Linked DNA regions of Zea mays: region 1 is linked to region 2. A link is a contact called in public Hi-C data. All regions are on one chromosome and are shown on one strand. The core of a region is the stretch at or near the end of the contact, and the rest is flanking DNA. Distances in the headings are between cores, read along the strand shown.

The links. Hi-C and Micro-C count contacts between places; a contact is called where the count stands out from the background.
Region 1: a contact with region 2 is called in a Hi-C map of tassel, with 8 times the contacts expected there. The contact joins the promoter of LOC103640580 here to the promoter of LOC103640577 in region 2. A contact is called at or near these places in 9 of 25 Hi-C or Micro-C datasets (bundle sheath, ear, endosperm and 3 more).

The regions. Positions count from the first base shown.
Region 1 is chr1:175,114,229-175,121,445 of Zm-B73-REFERENCE-NAM-5.0, forward strand. It overlaps LOC103640580 (protein NETWORKED 1A), which reads right to left and starts at 1,587. Exons shown (of 6, transcript XM_008663729.4): 1 at 1,228-1,587.
Region 2 is chr1:174,892,158-174,899,180 of Zm-B73-REFERENCE-NAM-5.0, forward strand. It overlaps LOC103640577 (serine/threonine-protein kinase Nek2), which reads right to left and starts at 4,724. Exons shown (of 15, transcript XM_008663711.3): 1 at 4,319-4,724; 2 at 3,489-3,637; 3 at 3,286-3,352; 4 at 2,955-3,020; 5 at 2,805-2,851; 6 at 2,677-2,722; 7 at 2,503-2,583; 8 at 2,359-2,401; 9 at 2,218-2,267; 10 at 2,057-2,138; 11 at 1,908-1,957; 12 at 1,499-1,572; 13 at 1,344-1,395; 14 at 768-1,241; 1 more. The coding sequence starts at 3,574. The coding sequence ends at 80.

The DNA.
Region 1 (7,217 bases), core at 337-2,836, 220 kb after region 2:
TTACTGCCCCAGCATGGGACGGTATTGAAACGCAGAAAACAAATAGTTTTCACAAGATTCTGGTGTTATGATTCGACGGTTTGAGGAGAAGCAGTTGCTAAATCCAGATGCAAAATAACGCCTGAGCATCCCGAAAATGTGGAGAAAATTACCTCAAGAACAGAAAGAAAGAAAAAACTACCCAAGTTTTGCCACCACAAAGACCCAAAGTTTTATTGGGGAAAAAATACTTCCAGGGGAAGAATCAGAACCCTACCCTCAAAAACAGCTCGAATATTGTACCATCTTGCTACACAAAGGCACAGAAACAAGGTCAGTGCAGAACGGAAGCAACCTCCATTAGTGCGAACGGAGCATCAGACAATGGTTAAAGAATTGGTAAAGGAAAAAAGAAAGGGCAAAGGAGGGCAGTGAAAAGAAGCCCCCCAACTAACGCAATAAAGACGAGAGAACGCCCATGGCCCAACCACCCAAGGCCTGAGATCGCCTCCCCGAAAGAAGAACACCACGGGTCAGAAATCCGCACCTGCAGTAAGTGCTGGAGGAAATCATGAACACGGGCAGCATTTCATGAACTGGATGCTGCTTGGTGGAGACTGGAGACGGGCTCCAATGAGGATGATAATAATAATAAGAAGAAAGGACGAACGAGTTCTAAATCCTACTAAGGCAGGGGCGCCATCTGCTGCTGCCAACGAGGACGATACGAATATGGACGCAAGGGAAGGAAAGCAGAAATCAAGGCATTTTCCTACAACATAGTGGGGTTCACCGGGCGAAATCTGTGGGGGCGAAATGGGGTCCAGAACAGAAACTACCAAAAAAAAAAAGGAAGCACGAACTCGTCGCGTTTCTCCTTCCCAAAGAACAAGAAGCGCAACGGGAAGGAAAGGAAAATCCTGACGCATTCCCCCATCTCCCCTGAAGAAGAGCAGTGGGCAGAACCAGAACCAAATCCATGGCCAAACTTGTGCAGCAGAACGAAGGGCCAATGCAGAGATCGGCGGCCGGCCCTGGTCAAGGGCCACGAGAACGGCAAACAGTAGCGAGACGCGCGCACGCACGCAGAGGAACGAGAATCTTTCCACGCCCAAGATAAACGCAGTCGTCGCAGAAACGAAAAGAGGTGGCGGCTCTTCGTCCCCCGGCGGCCCGGCCTAGGATGCAGGACGGGGATTGCCGTTGCGTGAGTGACTCCCACACGAATCGAAGAAGAGACGGACTTACGATGCAGGGCGGAGGAGGGGAGGGTCTTGGCCAGCTGCAGCCCCGAGACGGAGAGAGATCCAGCTCCGGCTGCTCCTTCCTCACCCCTCACACTCACACTAGCTAGCCCTAAACCTCCATCATCATTCTCACCACCACCACATTAGCACCGCACCATCTCGTATCACGAACAGAGGGACAGAGAGAGAGAGAGGCTGTCACTCACTCCTGGGCAGAGAGAGAGAGAGAGAGAGAGATGAAGCAGCTGCAATCATGGGACGCAGCAGGAGCAGTGTGGTGTACTGGTGTGTGTGTGGGGAGGACTGATGGGGGTATTAATTGTTTAATTGTTTTTATTAATAATTGGAAAAAGGTAAAGGACAAAGATTAAGGCGCATCAATTTGATATTTTTATTAGGCGAGTACACTTAAACACTCTGTTGATTGTTCTGCGAGAAAGAGCAGGTGCGTGAATCACAGTCGCTTTGCTGATTTCACTGTGTTACTCTTACTCTTTTTTTTTACTGTGTTACTCCTGGTTTTATTTTATGCTTGCGCGGCTGGTCCGGCTAGTGTGATTTTCATCTGTCTCTGCGGCTGGGCCAGGGAGGTTACTGTAAATTTCGTTTCTTTTCTTTTTACCGTCGCGGTTTACTGTCAGTTGTGAGCTGTTAACGTTGGGATAGTAATTAGTTGCTGTTTTGACTGTTTCGTTTATTTCCTTCGGCGAAGACAAGGAGGAAACGGTCAAGAAGAAACGGTAGACGGTTAAATGTGGGATTATTACTGGGGTAGCATAGCAGTGGACGGTGATTTTGTCAACACTCAACACAGCGGGGGTTTTTCTTTTTCTTTTTGGTGATGGTATTGTCAGATATTCTGGTCATCTCCTTGACCTGTTCACGTGCACGATCCCCTGATTTATGAACGACGAATCTTGTTCCGAGGATATCAAATGCCTTTCACTACTCTTTTCATCTTTATTTTATTTTTTAGAGAGACAAAGCATCTTAAGTTTAATTAAATTTATATAACAATCATGTCATTTATAGTGTGGGCTACTTTGGGAACCCTATTTTCCTAAGGAAATTTCTATCTTTCCAAGAGAAACTAGTTTATTTTTCCCTGTGAAATTAAAATCCCTTAGAAAAATGGAATCCCAAACTAGTCCTAAGTATTGTTATATCATTCCTTAATTATATTTTTATAGTGTATCTATTTGATACCATAAGTATTTATATTTTTTACGTAGCTTAGCTAAATTTAAGGTGGTTTTACCCTTAAAGAAATTAGAATAGTTTGTAACTTAGAGCGGAAGGAAGGAGTGTGTTAGTACATGCATGCTTCTATATTATACTCTCTCTGTCACAATTTATAATTTGTTTAACTTTTTTTGTGTCAAGTTTAACCGCCTCGCCTTATTCAAAAATTTTGCAAAAAAAATTGAAAAAAAAAATCAAAGCCATACTTAGAGTATATTTCATAGCAGACGATATCGCTGTAAAAAATAATAATAATTAAGATTTTTTTAATAAGATAAGTCGGTCAAACTTATGATAAAAAAGTCAAACGGATTATAAATTGGAATCGGAATAGGAGGGAGGAAGTAAAGTACATGCACATTGGCATTGCCATATCCACGAACCATGCCATGAGTGCTCAGATCCCATACACAAGTACCAGTAGCAATTTCCAGGCTGTAGTTAGCCACTGTGGGAGAGAGGATTGCGCACCAAACCACCAGCTCTAATCATCGTCTAAAGCAGGCGGGAGGGCGTTTGTTTGTGCTAAGCATGTGGAGGCAGTACTAGTGCGACCGATAGCTAGGACTAGGAGGATGCATGCGTGGAGCTGTGTGCCCACTGAATGGTTGTTTATATGTGTACATTGGTTGGTCGTCGTGCTGTCTTCGCCTTCTTTTTTCTGCTCACTTGGAGCCATAGTTGATGCATGGTTGCTGTCTGCCTTTGTATTATTTTTTTCCTTTTCCATCCAAAAAAAAAGGGCCAGCTTGTAGGCTTCAAAAGATAGAAGGGTACCATGAATATTCAAGTCTCCAACTGCACTGCTTAGTTAAGATGATCGAGTGTGGTACCATGAATATTCCGAGCAAGCAAGGACCAATGCCATTACTTTGGTTTTATGTAGCTAGCTAGTGTGCTATATTTTCTCTGCTAATAATCAAGATGTTATCACCGTTCCTAGGCTCCTAGCTAAGGACTAATTTGCAACCACATTTTCCCAAAAGTAAATTAGTCTATTTTTCTCTTGAAAAAATCGAAATCCCTAGAAAAACGGTGTTAGCCCTGATATAGACAAAAAACGGACGGAGTAACAACGACTGTCGTCTATATATTTTAGTAACAATGTTACCTCATTTAATTTTGGCTACCATTACCACAGATCTAATCATTCAGAGAGCTAGCATTAAGAGGGTATGTTTGGTTCCTTTAGTCATCCTAAACACTAAACTTTAGGGGCTAAATTTTGGCCTCTAGAAAAATCCTATCTGAAAACCTATTTTAATCACCCCATTTGATATTTTAGGGACTAAAAGCGATAAAGTTTATGAGGCGTAAACCAGACACCCCTAACCGACCACACACAACACAATTAAAATCAGTGTATAACAACCATTTACAAGTTCTTTCTCCGGATATAATATAAGTACGTATAAACTTGTTCCAAGTCAAACTTTTTTTTATAACTCCATAATTTTCATATAGAGAGATTCACAGAACAAGGTTGACATGATTACATTCATCGTCATTAAGAACATAGTACTTTTAAAATCTTATAACACGCAACTGTTTTTATATGTTGTATTAGATATTTCTATCGATTGTTTTTTTTTAAAAAAAAGCATTGGCGGGAAAACAATGGACGACTGCATGCGTGTGTATTGCACCTAAAGATTTTTCAAGATTTTTACGATTTGTGTTTTGATTCGTTACCTCCGTAATGTTAGACTATGCTACATGCATATGTACATTGGCCCCCTAAATCTGGTATTAATTAGTATAAGCAAATAAGGTTTGTTGTGATACACACGCAAAATACGAAAAGACAGTTGAGGTGGCAGGGAGGTTCGCATAACGAAGAAGCCTCCACCTCCAGTCGATCTCATGCATCGATGGTGACTGATCCGATGATGATGAGTCTGTGTAGGTATTGATCGATAGAGACACTGTTCCCAGATTCTACGATTAAATTAAACACTGTCCGGACGGTACGTACGCATTCTTCTTGTTGTTGTAGGCTAGTGGAATATTATGAGGAACATGTTTCATCTATTATTATCAATTGATGGCATAGCTGATTTTTTTTTTTCGATTCATAGCTTTATGCAAAGCTAATATAATAAATAAAAGGGATAAAGAGCTAGCCATGTACGCATTCTTTGCTCGGAATGAGTCGTGCAGATCATGACGCACTTTAGACCTTTGCAGATCGTCTCAAAAGTGTGTGAAAAAAAAGAAGATGGTGTGGTGTATTATGTTACTGCAAATTGGATATATGGTATGATGAGTGTGCGTAGGCGAGTTAGGTCGATATCACCGAGAGGGAAATATCGTTGGTTATTTTGCAAGTAAAAATGCGTAATATATATATCACGGTGAGTAAAATCCGTCGTCCGTCCGTAGCGCGGGTAGATTTCGAGGATCAACCAACAAACCACATTGGGTAATATACTGGACACGTGTTCAGCCAGTCCTCGACTGTGCTGACAACATAGACTGTTCGGCCACTGTCCTTACGCGTAGTTTTTCGAGGATCAACCAAACGTGAGTAGTGCACCCTGTGAGCATCCCCACGTCTTGGACACGTGTCCAGTCAGTCCTCGACCATACCGACAACATAGTTTGATCGATCATGTCCTAGCTTACGCGTGTGCGTGTCACATGTGTCAACCACCACGACTTATACAATTAGTTTTTTTTCTTCTCGGAAATAAAATGCGTTTATTGTTTAGGAAAAGCCTACCATATATAGCCGTCACTTTTCACCCACTTTTCACTTGGGACAAAAGAGGAGGGTAAAGATTTGCTTGCAAAAGGGACTGTCGGCGGCTTGACCTTGTTGCCTGGAGCTACTCATCACTACATACCTAGCTATAGCTAGCTACCGTTTCTTTGGCACCCCGTCAAAATCAGGAAAAAAAACGGAGTGAAAGGGAGTCCGAAAAAAGAGAGAGCAGTACCGTTCCCTTTCAATTCGCCATCTTTAGCCTCTGCGTTTCTATAATTTTGGTTAGAATTAACATAGTTTGATTTCTTCTATTTTAGAAACAAGCTGGTTAAATTTAACGTAGTTTGATTTCTTTTATATATATATATATATATATATATATATATATATATATATATATATATATATATATATAGGGTAGGTATAACGGGAGCCCTGGGCTTCCAATAGTTAAAGGAAGTCCAGGCCGACCACCCCTTCAAACTGGTTCAACCAGCGCGCCCAAACAGGCTGTCGGGTGCGCCACCTGCCCCACGTCTGTTAGCGCAAAAAAAGGAATGCATGCATGAGTCAAACACGATCCAATGCATGCGCATAAATTTAGAAAAGATATATGCGGCAGTTTCTGTTTTTAAAATCCTTTATTTCCTCCATAAATTTAGGATCGCTGCAACAGCCATGCAGCTAGACACGTAAGGACCATTTTATGCTATATACTGAGACTAAATATGATATACTGTGTTAATAATTATGCAATTCGATACACTGCGTAAAAATCTGTTACCAGCTGCATGCACACGAATTTATGATAAAAAAATGTGCAATGAAAGGAAATGAATTACACGCATAGAAACAAAAAAAATCGTATTTAATGTTTTATTTCCTTCATAAATATAAGGTCCCTCCAACAGCCATGCAGCTAAAACACATTAAATCTAGTTTATGACATATACTGATACAAATTATACTATATGGTGTAGGTATTTATGCAATTCGTTACACTGCGTAAAAAATCTGGCATATTGTTCACTGGTGGACGCACCTCCGGGTTGGAGCGTAATAACCTTAAGTTTTGAACATAAAATCCCTCAATTATAAGCGTATATACCGAGCCAATGTGAGAGGTTGATAGCTCTAGTAGGTTGTTATTACGATCCTATTTTTATGGCAGATCCGAAAAACATGGCAGTCGCATGCATGCGGTTATACAGATCCTAAAATTATGGCAAAATGCATGCATGAGTCAATCACGTTCCCTTGCATGCGCGTAAATTCAGGAAAAATATGTGTGGCGGTTTCTATTTTAAATGCTTTATTTCCTCCATAAATTTAGGATCGCTGAAACAGACATGCAACTAAAACTCGTAATGACCATTTTATGCTATATACTGATACTAAATATGCTACACTGTGTAGATAATTATGCAATTCGGTATACTGCGTAAAAATCTGCTACAGGCTGCATGCACACGAATTTATGATGGAAAGAATATGCAATGAAAGGAAATGAATTGCATGCATAGAAACAAAAAAAATCACATTTAATGTTTTATTTCCTTCATAAATATAGGATCCCTCCAACAGCCATGCAACTAAACGCAATAGAACTAGTTTATGATGTATACTGAAACAAATTATACTACACGGTGTAGGTATTTATGCAATTTCTTAGACTGCGTAAAAAATCTGGCATGTTGTTCACTGGTGGACGCATCTCCGGGTGGAGCGTAAAAACCTTAAGTTTTGAGCATAAAATCCCTCAATTATAAGCGTAAATACCGAGTCAATTAGAGGTTGATAGCTTTAGTAGGTTGTTATTACGATCCTATTTTTATGACAGATCCGAAAAACATGGCAGCCGCATGCATGCGGTTTCTATTTTTATACAGATCCAAAAATTATGGCAAAATCGTGGGAGTTTCCATTGCATGCGCGCAAATTAAGAACAGCATAAATCAAGTAATTTCCTTTCAAATGTGCATGCAGTAAACTGATATACGAACTCTGTGTTAAAGCATAAAAACATACAGTTTTTAGCATAA
Region 2 (7,023 bases), core at 3,474-5,973:
TGAGCTAGTAGTACATCGCACGTTACAAAACTGGCAGCTACCTACCTACCCCTACCCCTTCCTCCCGCTCGTCCCACGGCTACGACGGCGCCGTCTCCTTGAAGCTCTTGGTGAGCCAGATGGCTGTCTCCCGGGGGGAAGCCATCTCGGGGCCGAACGGCTTCAGCAGGATGCCAAGCTCCTCGTACCGCTCCTGCTGCAGCAGCTGCGCGCTGAACTCCAGCAGGCCCTCCAGCGCCTCGGCGCGCTGCTGGTACGACGACGTGTCGAACCGCTGCTGCAAGTGATGCTGCTGCTGCCTCGACGACGAGTCGCTGGACCCACGGCTGGACGCAGCCGTGGCGTTGCGCCCCGACGAGTCGCTCGCGGCGGTGTCCCCGTCGCCCGCGCGCGGCGCCACCGCCTGCACCGTGTACTTGTCCTTCGTGATGGACCGGGTGCTGAAGGGAGGCGTGGAGCAGGACAGCTTCTTGTTCATGGGCGCCAGGGGCTCCTCGGACGAGGCTAGGGGGAACTCCGCGATCCTGTCGATCCGCGGCGCGTTCACGGACACGTCCGGCGAGTCCAGCTGCTCCAGGAAGCTACCGGCGCGGCCGCCGCTGGGTGCTCTGTACGCCGCCAGCGGGAGGGATGCTCTCCTTGCCGTCCGCGCGCTGCTCTTGCTCAGAGGCGTCCTTGAGTCCAACTACACAACATATAACAAAAATGGGTCACAATACAGCCATGTACATGCAAACCAGCGATGCAGACAAAGATCCCTACTATACCTCGGCACGGTTCGTTCTGGCATAGGACGTCTTCGGAGGATCCAGCCGGCTTCTAGCCGCCACCAACGTCTTAGATGCCGGAGCACGGCTCTTGCTGGGAGTCCGTAGAACGCCTGCCGTCTTCGTCACAACAGCCTTACTCGTGACCTCGTCGTCGACCTGCAGGCTGCTGCCGACAGAGAGCTCCCTGGCACTCTGGGTCGTCGTCGTGTACTCCTTGATGCTCCGCGTGGAGCTGACGGAGTTGCGCTCGGGGGATGGCTTGCAGAACGTCACGGTCCTCTCGCTCCCCAGAGAGCTCCGTCTCGCAGCCCTCCTCCTCGCGGAATCGGCGGTGTCGCTCACGAACGTCATCTTCTTCACTTTGTCCGTCAGAGCTTGGTAGATTGGGGACGTGGTGCGAGAGGGGCTGGACTTCAGCTGGACCTGCAGCACGTATGGCTGGAGGTGTGGGTGCTTCAGCAGTTCTGCAGCCTGCATACGTAAATATGCAAAAATGTTTTTATTTGAGCAAACAAATGTACATAAGCATGAATGGTACATCAGTTAAAAAAAGAAGAGGAACTGAGAAAGTACGCTTGGTCGGTGTTCTGGGCTTTTCCGTAGCATGCTCTTGATGAGTCCCCTACTGCATGAAGCAAAATGTTTCAAAAACATGCTCCATTCAGGTAGGACGATGGACGAGATGTAAGTAAAGGGGAGTATTAATATTAACTCAATGACAAACTTACAAGGAACCAGAATATCTCGTGGGCAACGGCGATACTATCGACTTTGTGATCTTGCTAATGAGGGCTTGCATGTCCTGCCAAAAAAAAACAGAGTTGCGTGATTATCAGGACAGAGATAGTAGTCCAACTATATATATTTGTAATTACGAATATCTAAAAACGACTAAACGCCAGCATACACACAATGCAGTGGGTGTCTAGCAAGAGCAATATGTCCATGAGAATTCCTGATTTACTAACGTAAACGGCATAAACATCCGAAACAAGGAAGACAACCGCCTAACCTCGCCAGCATATGGAGTGTTAAGTATAAAAGTAGGGGTGATGCTTTTAGCTGAACCATCAAATTGCACCAACATAAAAACTAGTTAAATAAAATTTCCAAGAAGATAGTAATCCAAGGACTTACAAAGGCTTTAAATGCTGGTCTGAGAGCTGCCATTTCATAAATACAACATCCTGTAAAAAAGAAAATTTCAGGTATTAGATCGCAGGCTTGTACTATCTAGGTGCAGAAACATGGTTTATGTAAACGCTAAACACTGAAGTGATACGCACCTAGAGACCAAATATCAGATTTAGTACCATACGGTATGTCGGCAAGAAGTTCTGGGCACATGTAGCTTGGTGTTCCTACCACCTTTGTTGGAGCAAAACCAGTAATAAGCAACACCATCAAATAAATGCGTGACAACTCAAAAGGTTTCAAGCATACTTACAGAGGATGCAAGATCATCCGAAGTCAATATTTTCGCAAGACCAAAGTCACCTGCATTTGTACAGATTCAGAATGGATCGTCACTGGGATTGCTGAACTCATACATAAAGTACAGTGCTTTTCCTGAGATTAAGTCGCTTACCAAGGCGTATGCTTTGATCTCTGGCAATAAATATATTGGAGCACTGAAACAAACCGAGAAGTGTTAATTACACGCCTTAGAAAGAGAGGGGGGGATAGCACATTAGCACCATGTACTCCAAACCAATCAATCGACGCTACTGACCTTCACATCCCGATGAAGAATGTGATTTGCGTGCAGATAATCGAGAGCCATGAGAAGTTGCACAAGCCACTTGCAAAGTTTCTAGAAATGAAAAAAAAGAAACAGTCTTGGGTGAATCCTTTGTTGAAGCAGAGAAACTGAAGGCAATAGTGAAAACAAGGCCAAGAACTGCACCTCCTCCGAGAAATGGTTTCCATTGACTTTTTTGATAGCTTCAGCCCTGAACCAAATACAGGTTGTGTTAGCCAGGAAGTAAAGGTTTGTGAACAAAACAAACTACTTAACCTTGAAGAAACACATACATGTCTCCTCCCTCGCAGTAACCGATGACAATGCAAACGTAGCAACCCTGAAATTTTTGAAGCGGATGAGACGCACATAACAGGAAAATGTTTTCGCCCAATTACTTAAAACAGTGCCGCTTAACAAGTCCATTTGGCTCCTTTGCCTACCTTTTCCACCCATGAATCTTTGTACTCCACAATGAACGGATTCCGGACCGTCGCGATGAGCTGCATCTGCAAGAAAATTTCCACAAGACTCGTATCAGATCAGTTCATGACTTGCTAAACTAGGCACGCCATCATCATTACGAGGGTATGGATACGGTGATTTGCCTAGCTTAGCAACTATTAACTATCAGCACCGCTAACCATTCTATACCAAGAAGAATGGCATCAAAACCCAAGCCTGGTGAAAAAAAAGGGCCTTTCATTCCTAGGAATCCTGCCGATGTACCAAACGCCGGAAAAAGGTGGCATGGATGAAGCTGAAGATGCTAACCTCCTGGTGGGCAGACCGGCGTGTGCGGTCGGTCTGCCGCGCGAGCCGTATCTTCTTGAGCACATACCTGCGAGACAGATTCAGCGCGGTGAAAACTACTGAACAAAAGCTCAGCCTGTATATTAAAAAATAGTACTATCTCCTGTAAACCGCGACAAATAAAAAAAAAGAACGGAGTAATAAACAGAGCAGGTGAGCCTCACTTCTTCTTCTCGGCCTTGTGCCTCACCAAGAGTGCAGAACCAAATGCTCCTTTCCCAATCTGCTCCAGCACCTCATACTGATCCATCCTCTCGGGGTCTGCAGCTCACACACAGACACAACAAGCTTTTCTCCTTTCCTTTCTACTGTCCTGGAGAAGAACAAACACACTGTTGAGAAATTGGTGAAGCTGAACTAACAAGCAAACAGCATCCATTAAGCCCTGGTTCCGGTACAAATTCCAGTAAAAAACTACTACTCTGCGGGGGAAATGAAATGGGGAAGGTGCGGGGTTTCGGAAACGAAAGGGAAGGAAGGAAAACGCAAGAAAGGACAAGCGGCCTGAAATTACGGATGCCAAAGCGCTCGGTGACAAAACCTGCCGACAAGCCCCTAAACCCGCTTATGAAGACCGAAGGGGGGGGGGGGGGGGGGGGGGGTGGCTAGAGAGAAGAATGAGCTGCGAGCCGAGATGTCGGCGTCAGGAGCGCGTCGTGGTAGAAGGGGAGGGGAGGAAATCGGCCCCAGCTCCTACCAACCCCTCACTGGAAGAATACGCTGACAGTGGGAGTGATTGGCTGAATCCGAAATGCCAGCTCCAGTGTGCAGCGTCGAGAAATGTTCGGAATGTATGATCTCCGAATCCAAGCAGCTTTTCTTTTCTTTTGTTGGCAGAGCGGGAGTCACCAGCTCCAAAAACGCACACACCTAAGCCACTCGAGGGCGAGCGAGGTAGAGTAGCATTGCGATTTCCAGAGCCTGGAACTGAAGCGGTGGAGCCTGAGCCAGGAGCTCCGGCCCACTTGCAAGTTGCAAGAGCGAGCGAGCTCACCTGAGCCACCAGAGAGATCCGGGACGAAGCGCTCCGTGGCCCGGAGCTCGGAGGGCGGCTCCGGCGGGGGGGACGGCGTCACGCGCGAAGATCTCGCGGCATTTGGTCCTAGACCAGATAGACGCGGCGTCGGCGGCGGGAAGCGCGAGGGGACGAGGCGAGAAAAGTGGGGTGGGGTGGGTTCAAACTCGCCGGGAGCTCCCTTTCCAATCCAATCCAGTCCAGTCCCGCCCTATATAGCCTCCCAAAGGCAATGGGGATGAGGGGGAGGGAGGGAGAAGCCTGCCGTGGAGATAGAAAAGGAGAGCACGGCGGCTAGAGAGAGAGAAGGGTGGGAAAGGAGGAAGGGAGGGAGGGGAGGGAGCGAGGATGCCGTGATGGCTCTGCTCTGACTGAAGAAGAGTGATGAGTGAGGAGAGAGAGAGAGACGGGGTTGTGTGGGGCCCACATGATGTGGTCAAATTGGTCCTTTTTCTTTTATCATATTCTCTCTTTCTTTCTCATTCTCGTTTTTTTTTCCTGCTGTTGCTTTTGGATTTGCATCCGATTTGATGTGAGAACAAAAAGAGTCCATCAGATGAATATACTAAACGAGCTAATGCGCGCTACGGAGAGCATGATTGTATCGCTAATCACATGAGTATCATCTGCTTCAGAGAAGCCCTAGTGTTAGATAGATAATGCTAGAAACTGGAAAGTGACAAGTTATTTAGCCGACCTATATATCGCTCCTTGTTTGAATTCTTGCAGGAATGTACTTATTTTTTTGTGACATTTAATATACTCATTACTTAGTGTTAGATATATAGAAAAGTTGCTGAAGATTGAAAAGATATAAAAATAATTTTTATATCAATGACTCGAAATAGAGTGAAATTTAGACAGGCTTTTCGAGATGCCCTAACCTTTGTTTTTTTATAGATGCTAGTACTTAGTGTAGGCTGCATACTTATATAACTAAATAAATAAATAGATAGTGCGGGCCTCACGCTTTATAATAAGCTGCATACTATACACCGTACCACTTGTTTTTTTAAAAAAAAAAGAAGAGTTGTTTAATGACGTATACATGACACACCACTACTATTTGAAAATCACCAAGGAAAAAGGGAGGCAGCACTCGGTTCAACTATTCCACTAGCTCTGTGCATGCATGCATGCTAATTTATTACTAACTTGTGATTGTGAAGTGACTTCTTTTTGTTAAGAAATATATATATTTGATTAAAGAGCAGTTTACAAGAGTGAGTGGCAAATGCAAACCTTTCAAGCTGCACAGTACATACATATATACATGTCTTTTCTTTCTTTTGGCACGCAACTTACTGATTGTTATACGAATGGTTTTACGAGCGACCCAACAAGCTATACAAAAAAAAGGTTAGATTTTTTTAAAAAAAATCATATCTTTCTTATGTGATATGTGTATTATATATCCACTTTAATATTAAATTTATGGTTTTGAGCATTTTTTGTGGATATGGTTCATCACCACACTGGTTTAGTGGGCCCATCGCAACGGACATTGTACTAGTAATACTATAATTAACGATGTCTATATCTGTAAGAGCATCTCCAACAAGGTGACTCAAAATAATACCCTAAAAATTAAAATACTACATCATTTAAAGTGTTTAGGGCACTAAAACACAAATTGCGCTCCAACAATTAAGCTCTAAATCATGTACTTTTAAAAGTGAATTACATTACTGGGAAAGAAAATGTTGGGAGTGATGTAGAAAACAAATATATGGCATAGTCTGGGGTGGTGTAGTATATTTAGGTCACTTAATAGAGTGCCCTACATTTTTTTAGAAAAAGTTTATAAAATAGAACACTGCTGAAGTTGTTTTTATGAGTTGAGCTTTATATTTTAAGATATGACATTGATTTAAGACACTGTTGAAGATTCTCCAAATCTATTTTAGGGCTTGTTCGGTTAGCTCTCGATCCATGTGGATTGAGTGGGATTGGAGGGTTTGAATCTCAAACAAGTCAAACTTTTTTTAGTTTTTTTTCAATCACATTCAATCCATATGTATTGGAAATAACCGAACAAGACCTTAATATATGTCTACATATCTTAAATACTTGTTTGAAAGCAAGAATAATGAAGGATGCTCAGGGGCTAAAATCTCTCACTCTTTAAAATAGCGATGGATTCTTGTCCCCTCGGTCCTCTCCGTTACTCTGTCTCCCAAACATAGCATAAATGTCCATAAAAGATTTCTACAGGGTAAATATATAGAAGCTGCTTCGTAAGCATGTTTCTTTGCAGCCGAATCTGTGTGTTCGTGGGTGCTTGTTTTCGAGATTACAGCAGGCAGGAAGGGTGGTTAAGTCGCTGTCACCCTGGAAATTTGCCCTGAAAAGAGAGCATCCTGGAAAATGACCTGGTGTTCAACCAGGAACAGGCTAACCTCCAACGCTTGACGCGTCGTCGTCATCCCTCATATGAAACCGAAAAAAAACGCTTTCGCACGCACCGAATTGTATTGCATAAAGTTGGCTAAGCATTAGATTATCCCATGCTAGCTTTTTTTAGATAAATAAATATAATTCCTGCCTACGTGTTTCCAAGTACGCATTTAATTATTACATATTACAAACCAACAAACCTGGCAACAACCACATGTCGTATTTAGCACTTAAACTCTTCTACAACCAATATAACTTTATATAAAAAAACTAACAAACTACGATAG